Regions from separate parts of the Mus musculus genome. Here region 2 is linked to region 1. Evidence: chromatin contacts called from public HiChIP or PLAC-seq data. All regions are on one chromosome and are shown on one strand. The core of a region is the stretch at or near the end of the contact, and the rest is flanking DNA. Distances in the headings are between cores, read along the strand shown.

Region 1 (7,741 bases), core at 3,213-5,712:
AGACATTCCATTTGTTTTGGTAGATCGAAAACATTATTTCAGGTTTTAGGAGTAGTGTTGTAAATGGTACTTCAAACATTGTAATTTTAAAATTGTTTCTTGTTGGCATATAGGTCAACATTGGACTTTTGCACATGATTTTGTATACTACGATCTTCCCATCTTTTCTACTAGATTTTGAATAGCTTCTTTGCAACCTATGTGATTTTTTTCTATGTAAACAACTGTGCCACCTACCTGTAGAAACAAGTTTGTTTTTTTCTCTTTTATTCTGTATGTTTTTTACTGTTTTTTTTTTCTCTCGTCTTATTATGCTGGCTAGCGTTTCTAATTCAGCGTTGAATAATATCACCCGCATTGGATGCTTCTCTTGCTTGCACACAGCTGCTTACCGGTGCTTCTGCTCTTGTCGTTAGGATCCTCCTGAACAGACCATCTGATGTAATCTTTGGAGATCAACTAGAACAACACACAGGCTTCTTCTGGTCAGAGCCCACAGAACTCTACAGTAGGCTGCCTGCTCTCCTCTGCCTCTCCCCTCTTGCTTGCTGTTCCCCAGCTACTGCATCATTTCCTGTTGGTATTCAGGCCTGCTGAGGATACCCCTAGGTTGGGACTTTCGTCTTTGCTTTTTCCTTTGGGCACCCAGTTCTCATATATGGTTCTGGTTGCCTTCTCCGGTCCTCTGAGCTAATACATGTCTCTGCACCAATGATCCCCTAACCATTCTTTCTATTTTCTCTCTTTCACAGCATTTGTTGGTGCCTAAAATGATCTCTTATGTGTTTGTTTTCTATTTCTACCCGTGCTATGCACTAGATTAACGTCCAGCCAAATAAAGACCTAGATTTGGCTTGGAGCAACTCGGTTAAAAATATTTCCTTTGCTATATACTCAGGATGGACAGGGTAAAGACTTTGGCCAAGGAGATAGAAATGGAAATGGCTGGGTGAAGCATCTCTAAAGGCTAATTAAAGAGAAAAGCCATCTGGGATATGCCTTCTGCTCTTTGTCCTTCTTTGTGTATGGAATGAGATGGCTGCTTTCTTGAGATTATGGGCAGTCATTGACTCTTGCCACAGAAATGCTGCAAAACAAACCTCCCCAAACGCTGCGCACCAGGAAATCTCCCAGTTTGGCTGCAGTTCAATGGTCTCGCCCGGGCAAGGCTGTTTAGCTCTGCTTTGTGCTATAGCAGCTGAGGCCTCACTGCGTGTGTCTCATCCTCCCTCTGGGGCAGGCTCTTCTAGAGGCAGCACTGGCAACATGCAATGCCTTCTAAGACTCAGGCTTAGATTTGCACATAGACACTGTCCGCTCCGGGCTACTGGCCAACGTTACTGAACCCAAAGTGAAGAGACAGAGATGAGTTCCTTAGCTGGGATATAGGGGAGGACTGAAAGAAGGGCTCCAAGGAGGTGAGTGTCAGCTGTCTGTCACAGTGACAAAACTCCCAAGAGAGCCAGTTTAAAGGAGAAAGGATTTATTTTGACTCACAGGGTTAGAAGTTTCAGGGCATGATCTGTTGGAGCTGTTGTTCGGGAAGCATGTGTCAGTGCAAAGCTGTTTATCTCATGTTTGGAAAAGGACAGAGGGAGGGCCAATACAGAGACACTGGGAGAGACAGAGGGAGGGAGGGAGGGGGAGGGAGGGAGGGAGAGAGGGAGGGAGGGAGGAGATAGATAGATAGATAGATAGATAGATAGATAGATAGATAGATAGAGTCAATATACTATACCCTTCTTCAAGAGATTTCTTTCCTTGACCAGGGCCCACCTCTTAATGCTTCTGCCCCCTCCCAACTCAGCCATTATCTGGGGACCAAGTCTTTCCCACAGGATCTTTTGCTGACTTTGCAGATCCAAGTCATAACAGTAGTACCATTTGCTATGATGGCTGGGAAAAGTGTCTCCAAACATGGCCAGGAAGCCAGGGGAGCTTGTGGGAAAGTCACCGTGGCTAGAGTTCCATGGCATGCAACTAAAGAGAGGTTCTAGGTCACACGGAGAGGTGAGGGATAGGAGGGGGCAGAAGGAATTACAACTTGGAGTCTCAATGAGGCCAAAGAAGCGAGACCGTGGAGGAGAAACTAGAATGGTGGAAAGTTTGGATTGGAGAGAGGGCTTTTTAAAATGGGGGATGTGGGAGGCAGCACAGCTTCAGGTTGTTCTAAAACCTCAGGTGTTGAAGGCAGCAAACTGGAGGCTAGGGAGGCCGAGAAGGGGAAGGTTGGGAAGGAACCATTCTCCATGAGCACACCCAAGATATGTAACTGCTAAGGCTGGGGCATGAGAACTCCAGTGACCCCTCTAAATGAGAGAGCGTCATCTGCGGAGCCCGGAAGAAGCCAAGGAAGTGAGGCCCAATGTCAAAGGACCTCCAGGAGCCCGAGGTCTCATATGGAAGAGAGACAAAGGTCATATTTATAGTCCATGATGCTCCTTGAGACTTAACCCATGAGATGAGTGCCCCCTGGCATGGGACCAGTCTCCTGTACCCCACTGTAAACCTCACTCCTCTGCTGCTCACTGACCCAAACCAGAACTCCAGACCTGGTCCAAGAGTTGGCCCATTTCCTCTTCCCACTCTAACTCATATTAATTTTATGTCATAAATATACTTCCATTCATTCCTCACTGGGGCTCAGGGAAAACACCCCAAAATACCTCAGAAGCTACTTCAAAAGAAAATTTCTAACTAGTCTGCTGCCTGGTTCTCACAGTCCTTCTCCCCCAAGGTAAGGTGTTAACACTGAACAAGACTCAGCTAAGTGCTTGCTGCGCAACCATGAAGACATAGTTTTAGATCCCTGGCACCCATGTGCAGAAAGCTGGGTTTGGCGGTGTGCACCTGTAACCCCAGCTCTGAGGAAGCGTGCCCTGCGAGTCCAGTCAGTCTAGCCAAACTGGTGAGTTCCAGGTTCAGTGTGAGGCCCAGTCTCAAACAACAGGGTGGAGAGGAATAGAGGAAGAGACCTGCTGTCAGCTTCTGGTCTACACAAACACACACACACACACACACACACACACACACACACACACACACGAGAGCACGCATGAGCACACACACCTATAATTCCTCTTCTTCAGGGTGCGTGTGTAACCAGAATCCTGTCCCCTAAAGCCAAGCATAAAATGTTCTTTTCTAACCTCCCACCCACCTTTACATATAAGAGCCATCCAGAAAGAAATTTATTTTCTCATTTCCAAACAGCTCTGCATCTCTCATACCTAGGAGAACAGAATGCTACAGTGGGGGGTGGGGTGGGGCAGAAGACTCTGCAGACCTGCTCAGCTCCCCCAGAGTCCTGGCCCACAGTTTTCAGGGAGCCCTCTCACAGGTCACCCCCTCTTCTTTGATGCTAGAGATAAACAAGGGCTTTTGGGTCTTCACTGGGAAGGCTCGAGTCACCTAAACCAGCGAGCAAGTAAGTTTGTGGTGCTTTTCTCGGTTATCCGGTGTTTTTCTCTGTTATCCGGTGTTTTGCTCTGGGGTGCTGGTCATGACCTTTATGATGCACAGAAAGGAGACCTTTTCTTTCCGCTCTTTACCTTCTTCGCTTTTGTACCCCTTTTTGGCTTGCACTGCCCCTCAGTCCTTATTCTTCTAACCACACATCTGCCTCCTGTTTCTCCCCAGGAAATCCATTATCTGACACCTCAGGGAACCACTCCGATGTTGGCGGAATCCAAAATCACACTCTGCGGAGAAGCCAATCCTGACATACCTGCTTTGTCTCTCAGATGCATGAATACGCAAAAAAAAAAAAAAAAAAAAAAAAAAAAAAAAAAACAACAAAAAACCCCACGGATTTCTGAAACCAGCAGGGTGGTGGGTGGGGGCCTGGCACGAGGGATAAAGCTCAGGTATCCTCAGGAGGTGTAGGTCCCCCAAGTGGAGCTCAGCCTTGTCCCATTCTGGGGGGCCTTAACTCAGCGGGGTCTTGATGATGTGGTATGTGGAGGATTGCAGTACCCTGGCAGGACTCCCTGCCTCTGGTGTCCCCAGGGTTTTGCAGAGTGGATACAGGAGTGGCGGCGCAGACAGGGAGAGGATGCTGAGTGCGAGGGGTCTGGGGGAGGGGAGGCCAGATGGTGGGGGGGGGGGCTGGGGGGGTGTCGGAACGGTGAGGAGGGCTTGGCGGCAGCTGGGAGGAATCAATGCCTTTTCCCTCTCTGTGTTTGCGTGTGTTGCTATCCCTGCTCAGATGAAAGAAATTCAAATCGTTATTGATTCTCGCTGAGGGGGGAATGTAGGGGTCTGGCCTGGCTCCCTCACAGCTGCACCTAGGCCCTGCCCAGCCTCATTCTGCTGCTTTTGACACCTCTGCCCTTGCTCTGGGTTATGGCTCCAGCTTGGTCTTAGTATCTGTGCAGCATCCACCCTCCTCTCTGGCCTCTCTGTTCTTTTAGAGATGCCAAACAGCTTTTCCCTTAGCCCCAGGGGACTAGTCAGACCAGTGGGTAGCAAACTGTGGGGCCCGTGGGTCAATTCCAGCTCACAGCCTGCCTCCCACCCGTCGCCCGACATGCTGTCTGCTTTTTTTTTTTTTTTTTTTTTACATTTATAAAGAAAACCAAAAAGGAGTCTGGGACAGAGACCCGATGCACAGTCTGAAGTGTATGAAATATTTCTTACTAGACCTTGGCCCACAACATGCTTCGTGCAGCTTGTTCTCCGGCCTCAGCTTTAGTGGTGTGTTGCTTGCACTTAGGCAACTTGAGTAAACAGGCCCCTTCCCTGACAAACTCATCAGAGTCCCTAATCTCTACCTCCTAGGGTCAGGAAGCAGGCCGGCCGGCGGTCTCTCTCCACGCAGCCCAAGGTCTCTTTTGCCACAGTGTTCCACCCCCCAGTCTTCTTGCTGTTTGAATAAGGATGCTAACTATGCCTTGACTCTCCAGCTGTGTTACAGACTGGACAGTAGCCAAGGAACTGTGCTAGGGGTTAGGGACCCTGGGCACCCGTGCAGCTGCTGTGTGTACCTCCGGGTGCTGCAGCCACGGGTCACACAGCTCCTGACCTGGTGGTTACTGTAACGCTGTGCTTACACACAGCGTTACAGTTTTGTTGGCCAGGGCTGCAGAGCCCCATTGCTCCGGAGGCCCCGGGGGAGAGGCTGTCAGTCCTGACCTATCCTCCCCAGGTGGTCATCTTTGTTGAGTGACCTTAAGGGTTGCTGTCAGACCCCTTCTATACTCCAGCCCCCCTGGCTTTAAAATGGACTGAGTGTAGTTAGCTGCGAGGGCTCTTTCACGTGTTTACTGTAACATCATTTTGTGTATTTAGGAAAGGAAGAGACAGACACACCTAGACACAGACACAAATTGGGGGCAGGGAGAGAGAGACTGTTCTTGAGGCTGTTTTAGCTTGCCCCAGAGTTTCTGGCCCATATCACAAAGCAGAACAGAGCAGTGACCGGAGAAATGGGAGCCTTCAGTGGGGCCACCTGCTTTTTAGACTAAGTTTCTGTGGGTGGGCTCACTACAGCTCTTTAGATGGAAGAAAAACTGCTAGAGTTTGTCAGTATGGGGAATGGGCTGGTGGTGACTGCTATTCTGACATGTCTGTTTCAGTGGGCTTCTTGGGCCAGATGCCTTGAGTAAAAACTGGAGCTAGGGGTCATGGTCCTAAGGCCATATCCCATCCTGTAACACATGCACGAACGCACGCACGCGCACAAACACACACTCACAACTGGATGCTCTGGAATCAGGAATCAGCAGGAAGAGGCATTGATCGCCATTGGGAGGGGCCATGTGGGCTGCCTATCGATTCAAGGCCTGCCTCTCCCCAGCCCTCCCCCAGTGCTCCCCAGCAGGCAGTGTGAGACCCTCTTACCTTCTGCCTCTGACAGCTCAGCGGAGGAGAGGTGGGAGGGGAGCCAGAAATCTCCCTGATCCCTCTGGACAAAGAGACCTGACAGCTGCACGTAATTCGGGGCTCTGATAATCCCTAATCCCTAATCCGGCTCCATTTGCACATAAATGCAGTGCCTGGCTTCTGACCCCAGGGGTCCTGGGAGCTCTTTGGGGGTCTTGTGTCTCTTTATTTGCTCCGTGAATTTCCATTGGTTGGGAGACCCCTCTGGCCTCCAGATCACCGAAAAGAAGATTTCCCAAAGACAAGGCTTTCTCTGGGTGGAAGGGAATTTCTGTAAACGGTACTCCAGGCCCCCTGGAGGCTGAGGAGATGCCCACAAGGCTGCGGTGTGACTGGGAGGTCTTGGAGCTGGCTGGGGAAGCCTGTGGCCTCTGAGAAGCCTGGGGACTCTTGATGGAGACACAAGAACAATAGAACTTGCTGATGTGCGAGCAGGCCCTTGGTGGTCTTAGCAAAACTAGACATAGAGGTAACATTTCCTGAGAACCTACTGTGCGCCGAGCGGCACACTTAGTGCTTTACCAGCAGTATATTCTGTCTTGCCTTGGTAACTCTTTGGAACCTGGTGCAGAAGGGAGTTGCTCAAGAGAGCACACACTGGGAAGTGTGAGGGTGGAGTGCTTGGGGATGCAGGCTGTCTAGATGTGCAGAACCACCCTGTCTCCATCTTAGGCTTAAAAGCCATCTTATAATAAAGACAAACTAGGTTCATTCCTGGTCATGATTAAAACTCTGTTTCTCAAGGATTGGACTATTCTCTACTTGTAGCCTTAACTACATATTGTTTTGTATTGCCTGTTTCAGAAATGCCAATCATGTCTTAATTTTAAACATTGTTTATAACCATCTCACAACCCTTTGTTTCAGAAGGTTCTATGACCACCTATAACTACCTGTTGTATTGATTGATTGATTGATTGGGGTTTCTCTGTGTAGCCCTGGCTGTCCTGGAACTCACTCCGTAGACCAGGCTGGCCTTGAACTCGGAAATCCACCTGCCTCTGCCTCCCAAGTGCTAGGATTAAAGGCGTTCGGCCACCACTGCTCGGCTGTGATTATCTTGTTATGTTCACCTGGCAACCGTGGCTTTGTTTCAGAAGGAAACTAACTTGTTCTGTTTATGTTCTGCTTCTGTAACCCCGCCCATTTTGCTTGCTAGATCCCCCATTTGGAGACCCCCCTACCACTGTAAGAGACTTGACTTCCACACATCCAAATGCCGATCTCTCAAACCCTGCCTTAGGGGGAGGCAGCCTGCGTACACTAATGAAAACGCTTGCTTTGATTCATTTGGCCGTGATGACTTGGGTTGGTGGTCTTTCTCCTCTCCTCTGCGGGATTAACAAGATCCCTTCATTGCTGGCTCATCCTTCAGAAAAGAAAGGATGCCAGATACAGGCTGGGTCCCCTTCCCAGGGCTTTCTAGTGAATGGATAGGAGGTCAGATCACTTGGCCTCTGTGAATTTCATTGGTTGCAAAGACTCCCCTGGCCTCTTCTTGGTCACTAAAAAGGTTTCTCAAAGATGCAGCTGCACCCCTGAGTTTCTGTCCTCTGCTCTGAGTGAGGGAAGCCCCCTCTGAATTTCTCTGTATCTCTCTTCTGGCCACGCCCTCCTCTTAGAAAAGGACTCCTTGCTTCTGAGGACCTGCATGAAACCCTGCTTTTCTTGTTGACTATAATCATGTCCCAGGTTCTTGGGACACCAGGGCTCGCGCTCTCTCTCTCTCTCTCTCTCTCTCTCTCTCTCTCTCTCTCTCTCTCTCTCTCCCTTGGGCCGCGCCCCATTAAAAAGCAAGCTGCTTGTGCATGTTGGGGTTTTGGAGCCTGCATGGGAGTCTGTGGACTTCAAGGGTGGA
Region 2 (7,741 bases), core at 2,992-5,491, 230 kb before region 1:
AGAGAGTATAGGATCCCATGAAAGAAGTTGTAGTTGATTCGTGTGGAACCTGGGAATTGAATCCAGGTCCTCTGGAAGAGGTGCCAGTTGATAGCCATTTCTCCAGGCCCAGAATTATTTTTTGTTTGTTTGTTTGTTTTAAAGTATTAGTAAGTGACATGGCTACTGGGTTCCTGTATGAAGCCTTGGTGGGAAGTCTTTTTTTTCTCAGAATGTATACTGTGGGATTCAGATCTGGGAGTCCTGAAAATAAGACTCCAGAGAACAGAAGCTAGTTTTTGCCTTTAGAAAAGAAGCTTTCCCAGGCCGAACTCCAATCTGTGAGGAGGTGCTGAGCTCAGTTAATACCAATGGTCTGGGTATCCGTTCCACAAGAGAGATGTAGGTTAACACTGGCAGGAGCAAGGTGAGTAGGGTTGTCAGATGGGACCTGCTAAGGAATTAACAGACCAAGCAGTGTTCTAGAATAAGCAGCCAGGGATCACCGCACTGATTCTTGCAGTTCCTGGGTAGGAGGCTGGGGAGAATTGGGAGTATGAGTGACCACCTTCTCATAAAGCATCCACCCACACCAAAGTATACAATGCTGCATGGGCTCTCATGTTCACAGATGCATGAGCCAGCAGCAGCTTGGGCTTCAGAAACAGGTATAGACACATCCACGCACCCTCCCTCTGGGCACACGCACACACACCAGCGGAGATGCTTGAAGGGGCTTGTGCTCAGTCCAAAGGGACCACAACACCCAATGTGTTTGAAGTAGTTTCCAGGCTGGAGGTAGTCAGAGTCAGAGGAACAAGACTAGGTAGATCCTTGGTGGCTGTCTCTGGGGCCCGAGGATTCTCTTGCAAGAGTAGCAAGTGCTCTTAACTGTTGAGCCACCTCTCCAGTCCCTTGCTTTTATTTTTTAACGTGGCTTCGTGCTAGCCTGAGCTGCTTTCAAGCTTTTGTTATTCTGCCTCCTCACAAGTGTTGGAATTACAGTTATAAGCCACCATGTGAAGAGTTCTTAAGGGGAGAGAGATTGGTGGTCCCTTGTTACTAACCCATCCCAGGCTCCAGCCCCATGCATTCTTAGAGTAGACCACAGCCTTTAGGCAGGTCGACAGACTGGCTGGGAACAGGAGACAGTTTGTTTTCTTTGTGACCGCTTTCTTAGGCTTGGGGTGGTTTGGCCTGTTGATGTGGCACACCATACTGGCTGTGCCATAGGGCTGGGGCAGCATGTGGAAGTGGAGAGCGTTTCTGTGACTCAGTATCCCTGTTTGGTTCATGTTGGCGTAAGCTAAAATAAGTCTTTAAAGCAGCAGCCACCTGAAGCCTGTAGAACTTGCAGATCCTCCCAAGAGAGAGCCCCTGAGGCCAGACCAGTCAGCTTATAGCCACATTTGAGGGTCCGAGTCAAGGCCTTGTTTTATTTTTTTGATATAAGAAAAGAATTGGCTGGGCAGTGATGCTGCATGCCTTTAGTTCCAGCACTTGGGAGGCAGAGGCAGGCAGATTTCTGAATTCAGGCAAGCCTGGTCTACAGAGTGAATTCCAGGACAGCCAGGGCTACACAGAGAAGAGAAACCCTGTCTCCAAAAAAAAAAAAAAAAAAAGAGAGAGAGAGAAAAGAAAAGTGGTGGGTGGGAAAGAGCCCAGCAGGTGGCGCTGCTGCCTCTCTGCTGGGCTGGTTAACAGCGAGTTTCTCCCAGAACCTCCTTGTCCCCCAGAGATGCTGAGTATGGATTTGTTTATTGAATTTAATGCCACGGAAGAGCACTCCATGAAAAAGATCTTTCCTTTTAGTTTGAATGTATCGTGGCTTTCTCACTTTTAATGAGGATCCTGTAGGGACCATTAGGGTCTTTCCCAAAGCCTCAGGTTTCCCAGTGATCGGTCCACCGGGATGTGGTAGGGGTTTTTCCTTTTGTGAAGTTCTGAGAGGTTGACTTGTGGCTTGCTGTCTCCCGGTGCTGCTGGCTGTGGGTCACTGAACAACCAAAGCCGCACGTCCTTCATCGGGGAAAGCCGTGTGCAGACTGTTTGCTCGGCATGACAGCGGAGGCCGGCTAGGCCAGGGCCTGCCAGGCCAGGGCCTGCCAGGACTTGAAACCATGAGGCGAGTAGGTGTGTGGTTCTGGGCTCTCTCTTCCTCCCAAAGCTATCTTGGCTTGCCAGTTCCCAAAGCCTCATGCACAGAGCACTGGGAAGGGTGTACTGAGCCTGGGGTGAGAACCCTGGGCCCAAACTGCCGATGAACGGAGGGCTGGGGGTGGGCTGTCTGAGGCTGAGCTGGCAGGTTTCTTGGCTTTTTGCAGCTGCCTTCTGGGGTTAGACGGTGCACTCTCTAGCCAGCCAGGTCATGGGGCCTCCTTGCTGGCACAGTCCCCACTGGCTTCTGGGCCTGTAGAGAATGGATGCGGGAACAACCGTGTGCAGTTGTAACAAGGAAAGGCATAGAGGCTGTGTGCTTAGGTCTGTGGCCTGGGGGATCACTCGGTGGTAGAGCTCTGGCTTAGAATATGCAAAGCCTGGACCAGAGCCTTAGCCTTCCAAAGCCCAAGTCTGAGACTCTGGAGCCCAGAAGAGGCAGTCCTGGTTGTACATACTTCTGCCTGCCTCCCCTAGAAGGCCAGGCCAAAGGAAACATCGCTCCCGCGGCTCCTGACTCCAGTAAGGAACTGCTTTGCCTTCTCTCCCCAGGCCCTCTGGTATGGCATTTTGGGAAGTCTTGTCTCAGTTACATCTCCTGTCCATCTGCTCTGCCTGACTTGATGGTCCTAGAAAAGGCGATGGCCATATCCTGACATAGGAGGAACACCCAGGTGCTGGGAGGTCCCGCAGTCTGTCCCCGGCAGGTAGAGGCTAGTCTGGAGTAGAACTGAGGATCTAGGCAGGGGGCTGCTGCTTTGGGGGATTTAAGGAAGGTGGGAAGGAAGGCGTCTCAGGTCTTCATTGTCTGTCACCTGATGGCCACGCTCAGATCACCAGTGTTAACGAAACCCTGGTGCCTGGAGGCAGGTGGGTACTCCCCTCCCTTGCCCTGAGCCAGTCTGACTAATTTACAGCTTTTTATTTTTCTTTGTTACCCCCAAAGGCTTCTTTCTGAGGTGACAAATGGTGGGGGTGGGGGTTGGTTTCAAGTTTTCACATTACTGAGTGGAAATAACACCCCATCCACACAACCTTTCTATTTAAAAAAAAAAACAATCAAAAGCCAAAACACAAACAAACAAACAAAAATCAAAAACCAAACCAAACCAAAAGCAAAAAGCAGCTCCTACAGAACAGGCAAGCTTCACCTTGAAAGCACTGAACAAGTCCCCATCTTTGGCCTTCTTTTGCTCAGAGAACTGAAGAGTTCAGAGGAGAGGGCTGAGCAGTGGCAGGGACCACCCCTCTAGAGGTGGCAGCACCTGCCATTTTGCTAAAAGTTAGGGGAAGACCTTCTGTTCCTCCAGCTCCGGGTTTGCATGGGTTCCCATGGCCTGTGGTAGAGTGCAGGACGCGCGGGACTGTCAGCTCAGGGTGAGGAGGGACGGAGTGGGGAGGAATCGGCTCTCTTCCTTAGCTAATTTGATCCTGTAGGGCCGGGACTAATGTCTCTCCCTGAGAGAGGGCTCTTTAGGTAGAGAGGTAGGTGGGAAAACACAGGCTCCATCTGGCACGTAGAGACTGGGGAGGGGGTGCCACCCCCTCCTGTCTTTGGCTGGTAGCATTATAAACTACCCCCTGCCAGGGGCAGATGGCCTCCATGGCAGATGGAGACTAGGCCAGCAGTGGGATGGGCTTCCTAGCCTCAGCCTGGCCTCCTCACAGGCTAATAAGACAACCAAGGAGGCAGTGACAGGACAACTTCCCTCCTCCCCCCCACTCCCGCCCCCATCTCTCCCCTCGCGTGTGTACGGGCACGTGTGCGCATGCGCACCCCCCCCCTTTTTTTTTTTTTTTAAACTAGTCTGTGGAAGAAGTAAGGCGCTCCCAGATAGAGCCAGTGGATATCAAGACACTGTTTACTCTGTAGTTTGGGGTGGCAGGTGCTTAGGCCTAACACTGCCCACCTGTCTGGGTTCCTGATGCTCCGCATCGTTGGTTCTCCAGCGAGGCTGATAGTCTCTGGGGTTGGGAGACTGCTGCCGCTAGAGCTCAACTTGCTAGATGAAGATCCTTTCCTAGGTCCCCAGAGCATGGGCCTGGGCAGCAGCTCCTCCCCGAGGACGCACCCCTTTATTATGCGTTCCTGCCCCCTCGCTGCTCAGGCAGGCAGCGGCCTTCATTAGCCAAGGAGCCGGGGTCTGTTTTGGCTGCCTCATCAGCATCAGTGAACTGCGTCCCTGCGAGATTTGATACAATTTAATTAACCTAATTAAAAGCTCTGATTGCAGAGATGATTGGGGTAGCGCCAGCAGCGACTGCATATTTATAATGAGCTGCAAGGTGTGGGACCGCAGCCAAACGCCACGCATCCTAATGAGCGGGAGCCGGGAGCCAGGGAGCGGGAGAAGGAACGTTTATTTTTGGCAACAATGCCCAGTTCCTCCCTGCCAGGGAGTCAGAGACCCAGGGAGCAGAGACCGACCTGCCCACCACTCTCTTCTGCACAAGGTGAAAGCAGAAATGTGGGCTTTTCCTGCAGGCGGTGTTGCGCCTTTGGACACCCCCCACTTGCCCGGAACTCGGTGCTAGGGTCTCTGTTTGCAGAGTGGGGGTGGGGTGGCCGGGGCCCTTCCGCTGTTTCTCTCCATCTCTGGGAGCTCGGGACCACCTTCAGAGCCGTTCTGAAGACACAAGGTCCTGACTCATTTCCAGGCTCTCCTCTTAAATTTGTAAAAGGAAAGGAGGCCAACCAAGACAAGCTCAAAGGTGAGGCGAGATGTCAGAAAAGGGGTCTGAATGTCCAAGAGTCCCAAGTGAGGATCCTGGGCCTAGAGCAGGTAGGAGAAACAGCAACATAAACTCCCTGCTCATTCTACAAGTTGGAGTCTGGTATACCCAGCTCCTGGCTCCCTCCGAGGACCCTGCCCACCTCCCCTGGACTCTCCTCTCCCACTGCCTCTGTCTAGGGGAAATCTCGGTTTGTCTGACTCAGCGCTTCCGCTGTAAATCACATCTAATAATAACGAGAGTGAGAGCTGAGGCAGAGATGCTGTGGGTGAAGGGACGCACTGCCCAGGTGTTAAGGGGGCAGGGGTCCCTCGGTGAGCTCCAGAAGCCTTCATCAGAGGCCAGGAGGGAGAAGCAGGAAGTGGCCTTCTAGCCCCCTAGTCCCTCCTGTTCTGGAGTGTTCTTTGTATGTATGGGTCATGAGCTCAGCCAGGCTGGCCCAGCCCCCCAAAACTGTGAGCACTGCCAGGACAAGATGAGATTTGTCCCCAGCCCACCTTGCAGACTTGCAGCTTTTTAGCACCCTTATCAATCTTCTCTGTGGGTTTAATCATCTCTCTGTCATCCTGCAGGGCCAGCCCTCCCCTTCTGGAGCTCTTCAGCCCCAGCCCCTCCCCCAGGCACAACCCTCTTCCCTCACCTGACACCCCTGGTAAGAGAGACACAGTGGACCAGGGTGGTTTGGCCTTACATTTCAGTGGTAAGGGCTGAGTCAGGGGCTAGCTTTAAAGAAAACATAGGACTTTGTATTGCAGAGAACTGGCAGAGAACGTGCCCTACCTGGGTCTCCATTTGACTCCATTTCAGACTGGGTAGGATAAAGCCTAAAGGTTGGCCATGACCTTCAGCCTGGACTTGAGAGACTCCTGTGCAGGTGCAGTTTATGTTCTCGCCAACCCTGGCCTTCTTGGGGGGCTCAGGAGCCTGTGGCTAGGAACCATGAGCCCATGACTTTGTGGGCATCTTGGGAAAGAGGGTACACAGGAGTCAATGGGGCCTGTGTTGTGGTCCAGGCTGGGAGCCAGGACACAAGGGGCTCCGGGGCGCGTCCCAATGCTGACGTGCAAGATGACCTTCAGGGCCATATTTCAGCCTTCTTTGCTCTCTCTTTCCCCCCAGAGCATCTGTGGAATGGGTGAGGTGGGGGGGGGGCTGGGGTCACATGATGGCATATCTGCCCCGAGGAGAACAGAGGAAAGGAGGCCCTTCCTCCCTTTGCTCCCTCTCTCAATGCCAAGGGAGGGCCCTCCTCACCACTTCTTGAGGATCATGTGAAGTCTCAAAGAGGAATGGGGTCCTGTAGGGCATCGACGATGACATCATCATCATCATCACCACCACCACCACCATCATCATCATCATCATGCTTGAAGGACTCCCCAGTGGAAGCATTTCTTTGGGAGCTTATTATGGCTCTGGAGATTCACCAGCTCGCCTGGGCTGGAGAGGGTTTTCCCCCTACCACACACAGAGGCTGGGCTCTGGGAGACAATGGAGTGTTGACAAAGCCTCAGTCCTGGTCTCACATGACCTGACCAGGGTTGTGGGTGGACTGCACGTGGCCAAGCCGCCAGAGCTGACCTTTGGTCACTGGCTAGAGAAGAGAGGAAGCCATGAGGTCTCCTGCCCACTCAGTACCCTGGGCACCCTGCCACCCGACCCCAGGAACTGCCCTCTGGGCACACACTCTGCCCTCCCACTACCTTCCTTTCAGCCTTCTGTTCCACCACGGGTGAGAGTGGACGCATTCTGAATGTATTCGTGTGTGTCCGGCTGACTGTGAGGAGGGAGCACACGTGGGCTGAATGAGAGAGAGAGAGGGAGAGAGAGAGAGAGAGAGAGAGAGAGAGAGAGAGAGAGAGAGAGAGAATCATGTCTGGGAGTTCTTCTCAATCAGGAATGAAGAAGACCTGACTTCTCTGGGGTCTAGCACCAGTGACGAGGCCGGGCTTTCTACTTGGTCTCATGCTTTGGTCTGGGTCTGGCAGCGGCAGAGGCTGGGTCTCCTGGACACATCTTGTTTCATCCAGGAGGCCAGGCTCAGTGTTATTTTCAAACATAAAAAGGGATAAAGTTGGCATGGTGGCTCACACTTTTTTTTTTTTTTTTTTTAAATTTATTTATTTATTATATGTAAGTACACTGTAGCTGTCTTCAGACACTCCAGAAGAGGGAGTCAGATCCCATTACAGATGGTTGTGAGCCACCATGTGGTTGCTGGGATTTGAACTCTGGACCTTTGGAAGAGCAGTCGGGTGCTCTTACCCACTGAGCCATCTCACCAGCCCGGTGGCTCACACTTTTATCCCAGCATTTGTGAGGCTGAAACAGGAGAATCTTGGGTTGAAGGCTGGTCTGGGTCACGTAGCAAGAACCCGCCTTGAAGTGAACCAAACAAAAACAACAACAAAAAGCCAGAAGACTTTGAGGGGGTTGTATAAGTATTGTACTCAATGAATAAACTGGAAAGGCAATGAGTGAGGACGCAGGGCATGTACACGCACACACATGTACACATACACCCTGCACACATGCACTTCAACACATATGCCCACGCACGATGCATAGATGGAATTAATATACATGGAACGTCAAGAGAGCCAGTCTGGTTCTGAAACAGGTTTCTCTTTCTTTCCCCTCTCACTACAATTCTAAGGTAAATGTAGCAATGGGTGTTGTCTCTAGAGAATCTTCCATGATGTCCCTAAGGTGTTGAGATGCAGGGCTTCAGAGGGGAGCAAGCCAGTACAAATGACTTGAGCGTGTGCTTAGGAGGCAGCCTGCCACCCGACTTTGTCTCATACCTGTACAAACATTATCGGAAAGGGAAAGTTTTTGGCTGTTGTTTGGTTGGTTGGTTTTGAGTCTTTCT

What was found. HiChIP or PLAC-seq counts read pairs in DNA pulled down with a chosen protein or histone mark.
Region 2: a contact with region 1 is called in an H3K4me3 HiChIP or PLAC-seq map of embryonic basal ganglia, with 3 times the contacts expected there. The contact joins two enhancer-like sites. A contact is called at or near these places in 1 of 15 datasets of contacts at CTCF or cohesin (embryonic stem cells), 17 of 484 Hi-C or Micro-C datasets (the G1E-ER4 cell line, embryonic stem cells, epiblasts and 5 more), 9 of 115 datasets of contacts at active chromatin or transcription factors (embryonic basal ganglia, embryonic forebrain, embryonic hindbrain and 4 more) and 2 of 9 other capture datasets (embryonic stem cells and embryonic tail).

Annotation. Positions count from the first base shown.
Region 1 is chr4:124,440,247-124,447,987 of GRCm38.p6, reverse strand. No RefSeq gene overlaps it. Among named protein-coding and RNA genes, the nearest start is that of Gm31830, 7.0 kb to the left of the region's middle. Within about 2 kb of position 4,462, at least 19 of the 459 cell types and tissues checked have an H3K27ac peak or open chromatin away from gene starts, as enhancers often do. A contact at or near this core is called in embryonic basal ganglia and epiblasts, where this site is marked.
Region 2 is chr4:124,669,146-124,676,886 of GRCm38.p6, reverse strand. No RefSeq gene overlaps it. Among named protein-coding and RNA genes, the nearest start is that of Gm38545, 4.8 kb to the right of the region's middle. Within about 2 kb of position 4,241, at least 48 of the 459 cell types and tissues checked have an H3K27ac peak or open chromatin away from gene starts, as enhancers often do. A contact at or near this core is called in embryonic basal ganglia and epiblasts, where this site is marked.